Regions from separate parts of the Mus musculus genome. Here all the other regions are linked to region 1. The links are chromatin contacts, called in public HiChIP or PLAC-seq maps. All regions are on one chromosome and are shown on one strand. Each heading gives the region's core, a stretch centred on a gene start, on an enhancer-like site or on the middle of the called end of the contact. The rest is flanking DNA. Distances are from core to core; before and after follow the strand shown. Region 1 overlaps Cngb1 (cyclic nucleotide gated channel beta 1). Region 2 holds the start of Polr2c (polymerase (RNA) II (DNA directed) polypeptide C). Region 3 has its middle 21 kb from the start of Gm30968.

The links. HiChIP or PLAC-seq counts read pairs in DNA pulled down with a chosen protein or histone mark.
Region 2: a contact with region 1 is called in an H3K4me3 HiChIP or PLAC-seq map of neural tube, with 3 times the contacts expected there. The contact joins the promoter of Polr2c here to the enhancer-like site in region 1. A contact is called at or near these places in 1 of 39 promoter capture datasets (pre-B cells) and 3 of 115 datasets of contacts at active chromatin or transcription factors (large pre-B cells, memory CD8 T cells and neural tube).
Region 3: an H3K4me3 HiChIP or PLAC-seq map of bone marrow-derived macrophages shows a contact between it and region 1, with 5 times the contacts expected there. The contact joins two enhancer-like sites. A contact is called at or near these places in 1 of 15 datasets of contacts at CTCF or cohesin (large pre-B cells), 3 of 484 Hi-C or Micro-C datasets (differentiating embryonic stem cells, gonadal supporting cells and nephron progenitors), 8 of 115 datasets of contacts at active chromatin or transcription factors (astrocytes, bone marrow-derived macrophages, embryonic forebrain and 4 more) and 1 of 9 other capture datasets (embryonic stem cells).

The regions. Positions count from the first base shown.
Region 1 is chr8:95,253,069-95,256,810 of GRCm38.p6, forward strand. It overlaps Cngb1 (cyclic nucleotide gated channel beta 1), which reads right to left. Exons shown (of 33, transcript NM_001195413.1): 26 at 994-1,135; 27 at 181-340. Among named protein-coding and RNA genes, the nearest start is that of Cngb1, 52 kb to the right of the region's middle. Within about 2 kb of position 1,948, at least 130 of the 459 cell types and tissues checked have an H3K27ac peak or open chromatin away from gene starts, as enhancers often do. A contact at or near this core is called in bone marrow-derived macrophages, memory CD8 T cells and neural tube, where this site is marked.
Region 2 is chr8:94,855,376-94,859,117 of GRCm38.p6, forward strand. Polr2c (polymerase (RNA) II (DNA directed) polypeptide C) reads left to right here and starts at 2,075. Exons shown (of 9, transcript NM_009090.5): 1 at 2,075-2,266; 2 at 2,372-2,421. The coding sequence starts at 2,181.
Region 3 is chr8:94,953,695-94,957,436 of GRCm38.p6, forward strand. No RefSeq gene overlaps it. Among named protein-coding and RNA genes, the nearest start is that of Gm30968, 21 kb to the right of the region's middle. Within about 2 kb of position 1,652, at least 98 of the 459 cell types and tissues checked have an H3K27ac peak or open chromatin away from gene starts, as enhancers often do. A contact at or near this core is called in bone marrow-derived macrophages, where this site is marked.

The DNA of each region.
Region 1 (3,742 bases), core at 698-3,197:
GCCCCTTAGGTTTTCCAGAGTCTTCACTGGCCTTGAGAGGTTTCTCTAATATCAATGGCTCAGGGTACAACCACCAGAGAATCCTCAGGACACACAGGACAAGGGAAGAACTGGTCAATCTGAGAATCAGGTGAAGGCTGGCTGGGGGATGTAGAGGGTTAGGGGCTTGGCCAGTCTTACCCAGCATGCCTTGCGAATGCCAGGTGTACTCATACCAGGTCTTGACACGGTTCTGCACAGACCTGGGGATCTTGTAGAAGTTCATGTACTTCACTGTGCTGTCCATGCAGCTGCGGTAGTAGGTCTGCCCCGCTGTGGCGGCCCCCACCACATCTCTCATCTGGAACGAGACAACAGCGAGGGGAGGTCAGAGAAGTGGCTGGCCTAAGCCAGGCAGGACACTGGTTGGATATGTAGCAGTACAGAAGTCAGGGACCTATGCTTGTAGGTAAGCCAGAGACAGAAACACAGATGGCCAAACATAAAGCAAAGCCACTAGAAGCTGATGCATGGCTGCAGACCTCTCTGGCCATCTCGGGTTCCTGGCACCATGTTGGGGTTGGATGTCTCACTGTGATAAGCTGATTCTGTGTATAGCCGCTCTCCTCCAGGGTGGAACTCTGGGCCCCCCCTGAATACTGCTTCTCAGAATGGGCCCCTTCCAAGTTTGCTTTGAGAACTCTCAGCTATTGCCTCAGGCCCAGACTAGAACACAAGTCACACATCACATCAGAGACCCCGAAAGGGTTTGCTTACAGGGAACAGCCCGGGTTCGCAGCCTTTGAAAAAGCCAGGTAGCCACCTGGCTTCCTGTGCTCCCCAAAGGGACTACCATTCAAACAGGAAGGCCTCGGGCAGTCCTGGGACACAGACATCTTCTGGTCCCAAGTCTTCCCTGAGCTCAGTCCCCAAAGCCACAACGCACAGAGAAGCTTCCAGCGGGGGTGGGAGAACTACAGGTGATGGATGTGTGATGTGGCTGCAGTCACCTACCTGTCCAATCATCACAGAGAAAGCAAAGACCCCGGTAAAATAGTTCAGCAGCTGGAAGACAATCTCAAAGAGCGTCTGGGGGTCGGGCAGTCCTCCGATGGTGATGAGGGTTTTCACAGCCCAGTAGTAGCATCGAATATAACTAGTAAGAGGTGGAAAAAGGACCTTGGTCACTACAGGAACGGCCGGGCTGATCTTGTGATCCTGGTTCAGACACCCATAGGGATCCCATACAGATGCAAGAAGATGCCCCCTCCTCTCAAGTGTTACGTGGGGTGGCTGAGGCTCTGCCCCAGCCTTGTGAGAACATGCCATCCTGGGACATAGATATGGAACTGAGGTCCCAGGAGGCACCTAGCCACAGCTCCAGGCTGAGTCCTTCTGGATATCAGCAAAGGGAGGCCAGCAGGGTCAAACAACCTGACTGACTTCCCTGGGCCTTCCCACCTATGCAGGGCACCACCAAAAGCACAGGCCCAGCCGGGCGTGGTGGCACACGCCTTTAATCCCAGCACTCGGGAGGCAGAGGCAGGAGGATTTCTGAGTTTGAGGCCAGCTTGGCCTACGAAATGAGTTCCAGGATAGCCAGAGCTACAGAGAGACAGAGAGAAACCCTGTCTCGAAAAACCAAAAAAAAAAAAAAAAAAAAAAAAAAAAAAAGCACAGGCCCTAGCATGGACCATCTCCAGTCGTCTTCCTCCTCTCTAAAATGGACACAGCAGGGGAACATTCTTCCCAGGCAACTGTGAGGATGAGTGAGCTGGAAGAGTGACCAGATCCTTATATCAGTCATCAAGACTCACACAGGGACTGCACCTGCCAGCTCATGCTAATGCCCATGCAGGCCTCAGACAAGCTGGGGTATCTTAGACAAGGCTGCTTGCCACAACAGACCAGTCTGCCCTGACATTTCCTACTATACCAGTACTGGTCACCAGGGGGCGCCTGGATCACCATAGGTAGATCTAAGCAGCCCCTCCTGCCTCCGGTTCAGCCATCTAACCAATCAAACTGTGGAGGGAGCTGAGTGTTCGCGCAGCTGGGCAGTGAACCACACAGAGGGAGGAAGAGGGGTGTCCTCAAAGTCCTAGCTTTCCCCTAAATGTTTCTAGTTGGCGTAATCTGACAAGGCACTTATTGGGTCCTCCTGGAGTGGGGCGCCGCCCCAACCCCGCTCAGTGCTACAGGCTGAGACAGAACACAATGGACTGCGTTAGGCAGGAACCGGTTTTCCAAGGCTTCTTGCTCCAGCACACAGCAGATCCTCCCCCGAGGGTGGCGGCTAATTTTTAGTTTATTTATAGTTATTTGCATTTTTTGGTTATTTGTAATTTATAGTATAATTAATTTATAAACTATAAAATACTACAATATTTTATAGTTGTGATTTTTTATATTTTACAGTTTTATTTTATATAGTTATAACATTTTATGGTTATAATTTGCAGTTATTTATACTTTTGAACTTCTTGAAAAAATTTTTGTTCTTTTTCTTTTTTTTTTTTTCTGGCTTCGAACTCAGAAACCCGCCTGCTTCTGCCTCCCAAGTGTTGGGATCAAAGGCGTGTGCCACCACTGCCCAGTGAGAAGGGGGTTCTTAGATTACAGGCATAGACTCCTTTGAGACTTGAAAGAAAGCCAGAAAACAACCTAGAGCAGCTTGCATAGTCTCAGAATTTAGCTTATGTTTCTAGGCTGGGCTGTTACTGTTTCCAGAGGCCAGGTTCTGAACTTCTTCCCGGCGTGGCGGCTTTCACGGCTGGGGCAGGCACTGGCCAGGCATGCGCACCAGCCAGACGCTCACTCATTGGTTTGTTACCGTTCATCCTCACAAGAGTCCTTAGTAGCTGCTTCCTAGCACTCAGGAAGCTAGTCAGGATAGAAAGCCCAACGGCGACTTGAGCTACAGAGTGAATTCAGGGCCAGCCTGGGCAACTTAGAGAGACTGTCTTTAAAATGCTTAATTAACCACACAGAAGGCCCTGGGTTTTGTCCCCAGAGCTTATGTATAGATCATAAAGAAGCAATGAAACCAGAGGCCTGAGATTCATGTATAATGATGTGCCCTCTGTGTGTGTATATCTCTGTGTGTATGTGAGTGTGTGTTTGTGTGTGTGTGTGTGTGTGTGTGTCTGTGTGTGAGTGTGTGTGTAATACACACACGATTTGAAAGGTGTAAGAGGAAGTTCTCCACTGTCTAGTGAACTCATACTTAACACAGCCATTACACATAGCAGTGATAACTCTGTCACTGGGATTAACCAAATATATTACTGTGATGGTTTGTATATGCTCGGCCCAGGGAGTGGCACTATGCAAGTGGGTGGCCCTATTGGAGTAGGTGTGTCACTGTGGGTGTGGGTTTTAAGACCCTCACCCTAGCTGCCTCGGAGTCAGTATTCTGCTAGCAGCCTTCAGTTGAAGGTGTAGAACTCTCAGCTCCTCCTGCACCATACCTGCCTGGATGCTGCCATGTTCCTGCCTTGATGATAATAGACTGCATCTCTGAACCTGTAAGCCAGCCCCAATTCAATGTTGTCCTTTATAAGAGTTGCCTTGGTCATGGTGTCTGTTCACAGCAGTAAAACACTAAGACAATTACTAACGTTGATGCGGCTTCCTTTTGTGTCTTTGATATGGCTGTTAAAGCATTTCAGGTCGCATGCATGAGGCACCTCATGCTGCTCCTGTGCAGCCTTGCTTTAGGCAGTGGGGATCCAGCCAGGGCTTTCCGTTTGCTGTCCACTAT
Region 2 (3,742 bases), core at 825-3,324, 400 kb before region 1:
GCTTTCATTAGTCTTCCAGCCTCTACACTGGCGCCGTTTCCTTTGTGCCCATGGTTAGCACGGTCTTCTGTACAAATCACTGTCTTTCTGTTTAAATCAGCTGATGGGGAGAGTTGAGTTCCAGATCTTGTCCACAGGGCTTTCTGTCAGGCTCTTTCTGTACCTCTGATTTTTTCTTTTTAATGCCTCTCGACATTCCATAGAGTTACTGCCACATAATTACACTTCATCTTTTCTCTATCCTCTATAGCATCCCTCTCAGCAGACAAGTGTGATTCATGATTCACAGGGATGGTGTGTGCTGTAGACCAGGCCCCCCTCTGTCAATGCTTTTCTCTCTCCCTCAGGAAGAAATGTGACTCCTTGTTACAGCAACTCTTTATTCTCTGGTAACTCTGCCCTCTAAATGTAGTTCCTTCAGGGTTCCGTTTAAGGGCCTCTTTTCTCTGTGTGAACAGCTGCCACTTTTTAGAGGCCCATTTAAACTCCTCAGCTGCAACTACACAGATCTGTAGAAGTGGAGAGCATTGTATCTACTTCAGAAGAACATCACACGATCAAGAGTAGAAGGGAAAGTGTGTATCGTCTAACACATATGGACATTGTTGAGTATACGTTGGGGACCTTTGAGGTGGCTCAGTGGGTAAGAGCACTTGCAGTCAGGCCTGGCATCCTTCCACACACGTGATGTATTGGTACCATTACATACATACACATATAAAATAGAAATACATTTAAAAAAAAATTTTAAAAAAAGCCAGGCGTGGTGGCACACACCTTTAATCCCAGCACTTGGGAGGCAGAGGCAGAGGCAGGCGGATTTCTGAGTTCGAGGCCAGCCTGGTCTACAAAGTGAGTTCCAGGACAGCCAGAGCTATACAGAGAAACCCTGTCTTGAAAAACAAAAACAAAAACAAACAAACAAAAAAACATGGGTTTTGTTTTTCTTGTGTATGCATTACAGTACTCTCTCTGACATTAGCTCGGATGTGGGTCTCTTGTTTGCTTCTTTGTGTGTTATCTAACTGTCCTGAGAGCATCCAGGGGATTCTTCTCTCCATCTTCCTACTCACAGGAGCCTAAGATTAGACTCTTGCATTACCATGCCTCTTTACAGGTGTTCTGAGAATTTGACCTTGTGTCCTTGCACATCAGGGTTTGGCTTCGCACCCTGGAACAAGTGACTGAGGTGCATATTTTACCCGTCAAAGCAGACCTGGCCTCCAGGTTCTCCCAGCATCCTTCAGTCCCCACCTGGCATGCTCTGCCTCCACCCTGAACTTTCCAGCCCAGAGGCTGGGCTGCCCTTCCCCAAGAGGTTCTTCCCTATAGAATCCAGACATTTTGCTCTTGCTCTCTGGATCGATCTATCTCCCTCCCCCTGCCCCAGGCCCTTTCTCTTCTCCCTCTCTGCCCTTCCCATGGCGGTTCCCCGGCCTCTGTTCTTAAGGCCAGTGAACTCACCTGAGAGCAGCTTCCCAATAAACCTGCCTTTTAATATATTCTAATCTGTCTTGAATTGGCTCATTTTACCAGCAGAGAAATAACCTATCAGTCGTCTTGCATGCTTGAGTCACCTCCCTAGCCATTTTGTTCATGTATAGATGTACAACTTTTTAATGGTTTTTTTTAAGGTTTCATTGTATTCCTATGTATTTTAAAAATTATTTTTATGTATAAGGATGTTTTGCTTGCATGTATATTTGTGCACCATGTGAATACCTGGTGCCCTCAGATACCAGGAGAGAGTTTCCTCAGAAACTGAAGCTAAAGATGTTAGGCATCATATGGGTGCTGGGAATACAATCCAAGTCTTACATAAGAACAGCCAGTGCTCTTATCCCCAATGCCGTATCTCCAGCCCCGTATGTAAGTTTAACCAAGTCTCTATCGATCATTGCCTAATGCGTTATTTTTAGCAGTTATAAATAACGTTGGCATGAATGACCCTGTACATTTAATTTTTGTGCTGTATATCTTGGGGATTTCAAGAGTATAGGACCAATGCATTTTGGCGCCGGTGTGGTTAGAAAACACAGGCCAGGAGAGTTCCGGCCTCCGGTCAGCAGGTGGCGCTGCGCCCGCGACTAGCCGGAAGCGCCGATTGCCCCGCCGACAAACTGCTGGTGGCCGCGCAGGCGCGCTGTGCGGCTGGCGCGGGAGCCTGGCGGAGGGTCGCGATGCCGTACGCCAACCAGCCAACAGTGCGGATCACGGAACTCACCGAAGAGAACGTCAAGTTCATTATCGAGAACACGGACCTGGCGTAAGGCGGCGAGGGGAGAGGCGGGCGGGCGGCCGGGTCCTCGAGCTCCTGACCCCGGGGCTGTGGCTTCGGGGCCGCTCACACCGCCTGTCTTTCCTCCTGTAGGGTGGCCAATTCCATTCGGAGGGTCTTCATCGCAGAGGTGCCCATAATAGGTAAGCGACCGTCCCTGGGAGCCCGTGCCGCCCACCCTCCGCCCGGGGTGGGGGCTGAGAACACTGCGGTGCTGTACGCTGGGCTGGGGCAGCCTAGGCCCGCCTTGGTGCGTGCCTTGCTCAGCTGCGGGTTTCCCAGTACTGTTCGTCTACCCCAAAGCAACAGAAATCAAAACCAAGCACTGTTAAACAGCGGAGGGCTGCAGCCTCCTCATCCGGGCGGTGTAGATGCTAGGCGTCGTTAGCAGGTGATGCAGCGATTGCCGAAGTAGTGTAGATGATGCGCTTTTGCTTTGACGTCAGTGTTCGCTACTGGCTGGTGTCTTTTGAACATATATGCTGATTTTACAAAATCATGGGCTTCGTTATGTAGTTTGAAATCTACACACACAGAGTGTACCTGGTCTCTCCCATCCTTCCAGATAGTACCCTGCTATACTTTCTTGTCGTCTCCCCCTATCTTTTTGAAAACCTTTATTTACATATATGTGTCTATCTCTGGGCTCGAGTACCGGAGTTCATGTGTAGAGGTCAGAGTACAGCTTGTAGGAGGGATTCTCTTCTCCCACCATATGGGGCCCAGGATTGAACTCCTTAAGGCTTGACAACAAAAAGTATCTTGCACATCTTGCAGGCTCCGAACTTTCTCTTTATTAAAGAGAGAAAGAGAAAAAGAGAGAGATTCCACATGAGAGAAAGCATGTGTTATAAAGATTTTCTAATTTTGTTTGTTTGTTTGTTTTTCAAGACAGGGTTTCTCTGTGTAGCCCTGGCTGTCCTGGAACTCACTTTGTAGACCAGGCTGGCCTGGAACTCAGAAATCTGCCTGCCTCTGCCTCTGCCTCCCAAGAGCTGGGATTAAAGGCGTGCACCACCACTGCCCGGCTTAAGATTTTCTTTAACAAACAACATACTTTTGTTCCTTATTGTTGAAGTGTGTGTGTGTGTGTGTGTGTGTGTGTGAGAGAGAGACAGACAGACAGACAGACTTCGGTTTTTTGTTTTTTTAAATCCATCCTGGTGTCTTTTTAAAAATGAATTTCTTATTTCTGCTGCATATGTAAATCATGTACGTTTTCAGTTAGAGACAAGACATGAGCAAACATAACAAGGCAAAATATGACACCTTCAGGAGAATCTGACCAGTTTTATCGTTTGTTTGTTTGTTTGTTTTGAGAGAGGAAGGAGGCCAAAAGGGAGTGGAGCGTTTGTAAACATGGACACTCGAGGTTTTCTGAGATGGGGAATTCCCACCAGGGGTCGGGGAATGGGAATGGTGGAAGTAGATTAAGGGCATTCAATGGGCCCCAGAAGTAAATCA
Region 3 (3,742 bases), core at 402-2,901, 300 kb before region 1:
AGTACCTGTCTCTTGCTCTAGAGCGGTTTCCCCTTGGAGAACTTCATGGTGAGTTTCTACCCAAAGGAGGAGATGTGTCAGGCACAGGGTTAGCACTCAGTGGAAAGTCCCTTTTCACCCAGTCCCTGATGAGGTCGCCAGTGAGGTGGTTGACTGCTGGGTTTAGGTTTGTCCCCGACAGAACCTAACTCAGCCCAGACTTATTGTGTCCTCAAGTCCTCTTTGTCACCACACAACTCTGACATCTCCATGGTAGGGTGCTGAGCCACACCCCTGCAAGAGGCTCAGCTAAGGCCTGCCTATGGAAGTGTGGGTGACTTGGGACAAAGCAGGTTAGTTGTGCAGAGTTGCCACCACTACAGATACTTCTTCTCTGGGTTTGCTACAGTCAAACACAGGACAGGAAATGGATATAAACTCAGATGTATCTCCTGTGAGGCTGTGCAGCTGGCTGAGACAGATGCAAAAACAGAATTCACTGTGATAAGTGATGGAGGGAGGGGGGCGCTTGGGAGCCAGGTCAGGGAAGAGAGCAATGACTAGGTCATTTCTGGCATTTTAATGCTGAGGCAGTGACAAGCAGTCACAACAGCCAACGTAAAACCAAAGGGTGAGGAGCAGAATCCACGTTACCCTCTCACTCAGGCTCACACTAAAGCCCTGTGGTGCCACAACCCTCCTGTAAGCATCCCGGAGCTACTGAACTCTGGACACCAAGAACACCAGCCCAAGCTGTGCCTTGTGGGGTCCAGTGAGGACTGACGAAGTGGGAATGGCATCTTGGAACTCGGCCACAGTCATTGTAGTCGCAGACTCTGACAGAGGGGCACGTGGCCACACAAGCTGCATGGCAGTTACAGCATCCTCACAGACCTGCCATGCAAGGGACTGTAACAGGAATCCCAGCTACCTGGGACCAGAGCCAAATAATACCACAAATGACCACACAAAGGCAGAAGGTAAGAACGGACTCTGACCTCCACTTGCATCCGGTGGCTTCTATGACCACCCCATGCCCACACACATCATCCCTACAACACACACATTAATAGAAAAAACAATTAAAGTAACGGCAAAGTACAAATCCCCAACATCGCCCACAGGGAGAAAAACGGCTTCTGTGAATGCTTCAGCTGGGTGCCTTCTGCACAGCCAAGACCAGGCAGTCTATGGGGAAGCACAGACACACAACCGAATCTCTCGAAACATGCAAAAGGAGGTTTGAATAAGAGTAGCAGCCTGAACTTCCTCAGTCTGGAAACTGCTTGCTCCCAGAAGAGCCGTTTCTATCAGGGTGAAGGTCAACACCTCTCTGGTGTGACGCCCACTCCTGTCACAGGGCTCCTTATAGCTGGAATGGAAGGGCTCAGTCGACAGGACAGGGAGAAGGGAAATACAAGGGCAGGAACCCTAAGTGGCCCACAGTTTCCTCCTCTTTTGTAGGAATGAAACTTGGAGTATGAGCAAATATTTAAACAGTGAGGGGGAGAGCACTAGCGATTAGTGATGAATCATTTAGAAAGGGACTCTCTAGGGGTCGGAGAAATGGCTCTGTGGTTAAAGGCACTTGCTTCTCTCCCAGAAGATAGGAGCTTAGTTTTAGTTCCTCATAGCCACATTGGGCCGCTCCAGGTGCTCTGGCACCCTCTTCTGGCTTCTGTGGGATCCTGCGTTCATGTGGCACATGCGTTGCTCATACAGACGTATAGGCACATATATTTTAAATTAAAAGTCTTTTAAAAACCCAAAGAAATAAGAAATAAAAATGGATCTGTGTGGATGTTTAAAAAGGCACACCTTTAGTGGTCCTTTGTAAGTCCTTTGCATGACTTGATGTCCTTGGGTGGAAGTGACTGTTGCATTGAGAGCTCTCTACTCAGGCAGCCTCTGACCTTGGCTTGCCTTTCATATCATGCTATCACCAAGCAGTCCTAGTGTCCCATGACCACTGTTCTTAAAAGATGTCATCAGGGGTCCTCACTGTCTGGGCTGCAGTGGAAGGTTGTTTATGGTCCCCCTGTCCCAGCACAGACTGCTTGAACTTGAACTTGAACTTGCTGTGTAGCTGAAGCAGGCTTTAAACTCATCCTCCTGCTTCCACCTCCCAAATGTAAGGATTACCCTTTATTTATTTGTTTTCATTTATTTATTTATTTATTTATTTATTTATTTATTTATTTATTTATTTTTGTTTGTTTGTTTTAAGACAGGATCTCAGTAGGTAGCCTTGACTGTCCTGGAACTCACTATGTAGCCTGGGCTAGCCTTGAACTCACAGAGATCTGCCTCTGTCTCCCGAGTGCTGGAACTTGTGAGAGAATATGCAGGGTACATATATTGTTTAACAAAAATAATCAGCAAACCACATGTCAGCACCACCCTTGTGAAGAAAGAGGTGCCACCCTGGCAGACTCTGTCCTCTTTCCACAATGCCCCTGCATCAGAGCGGAGCATTGTTTCAGTCTTTAGAAAAGTCCCCCTGGTTTTATATCAACTTTGCCACCTGTGTCTACATTCCTAAACCATGAAGTATGGCTTTGCCTGCTTGAGAAGCCTCCCTCCCTCCTCCCCTCCCTCCCTCCCTCCTTCCCTCTCTCCCTCCCTCCCTCCATGCCCATCTCCCTACTGTACTGGGGCTTTGTGCATACTAGGAAATGCTACCATTTGGCTATAACCACAGTCCTATTTAGAAAGTTTCTTCTTTTGAAGTCCTCTTTTCCCAGGTGTGTCAAGTTGAAACCAACATTAGCCAACACACACACACACACACACACACACACACACACACACACACTAGAAAACCTGCCCAGTGCTTTGCATGTGGGTTCTTTTGGGGTTTTTTTATGTACTCAGAATATCTTGATGAGGGATGAAGCTGATTTTATCTTCTCGGGTTTTTTTCTCTTTCTTTCTTTCTTTCTTTCTTTCTTTCTTTCTTTCTTTCTTTCTTTCTTTCTTCCTTCCTTCCTTTCTTTCTTTCTTTCTTTCTTTCTTTCTTTCTTTCTTTCTTTCTCTCTCTCTTCCTTCCTTTCTTTCTTTCTTTCTTTCTTTCTTTCTTTCTTTCTTTCTTTCTTTCTTTCTTATCAGTCCTTTATTGTTTTGTTTTCCAGCACTATGTGTGTATGTGTGCATGTGTGTATGTATGTATGTGTGTATGAATGTATGTATGTATGTATGTATGTATGTTTATGTATGTGTGTGTATATGCATGTGTGTATGTATGTATGTGTATATGCATGTGTATGTGTGTGTATATATGTATATGTATGTATGTAGTGTATATATGCATGTGTGTGTATATATGTGTATTATGTATGTATGTAGTGTGTATGTGTATATATATGTGTATGTATTATGTATGTATGCATGTGTGTATTGTGTATGTAAGTGTGTATGTGTATATGCATGTGTGTATGTATGTGTATAGGCATGTGTGTACGTGTATATATGTGTTATGTGTGCGTGTGTGTATGTATGTGTGTATATATGTATGTATATGTATTATATGTATATGCATGTGTGTATATGTGCATGTGTGTGCATGTATGTATGCATGTGTGTGTGTGCATGTGCATGTGTATTGGTGTTAGTGCTGGGAATCAAACCCAGGGCCTTGCCCATGCTGAGCAAGCTCTCTGCCTCCTAGCCTAACCTCTGCTCCTAGGACTCTAAGGTGACAGCAGGCTTCTTTATCTCACGGCAAATCTCAAGGGAAAGTTCTTCTTTTTTTTTTAATATTTAT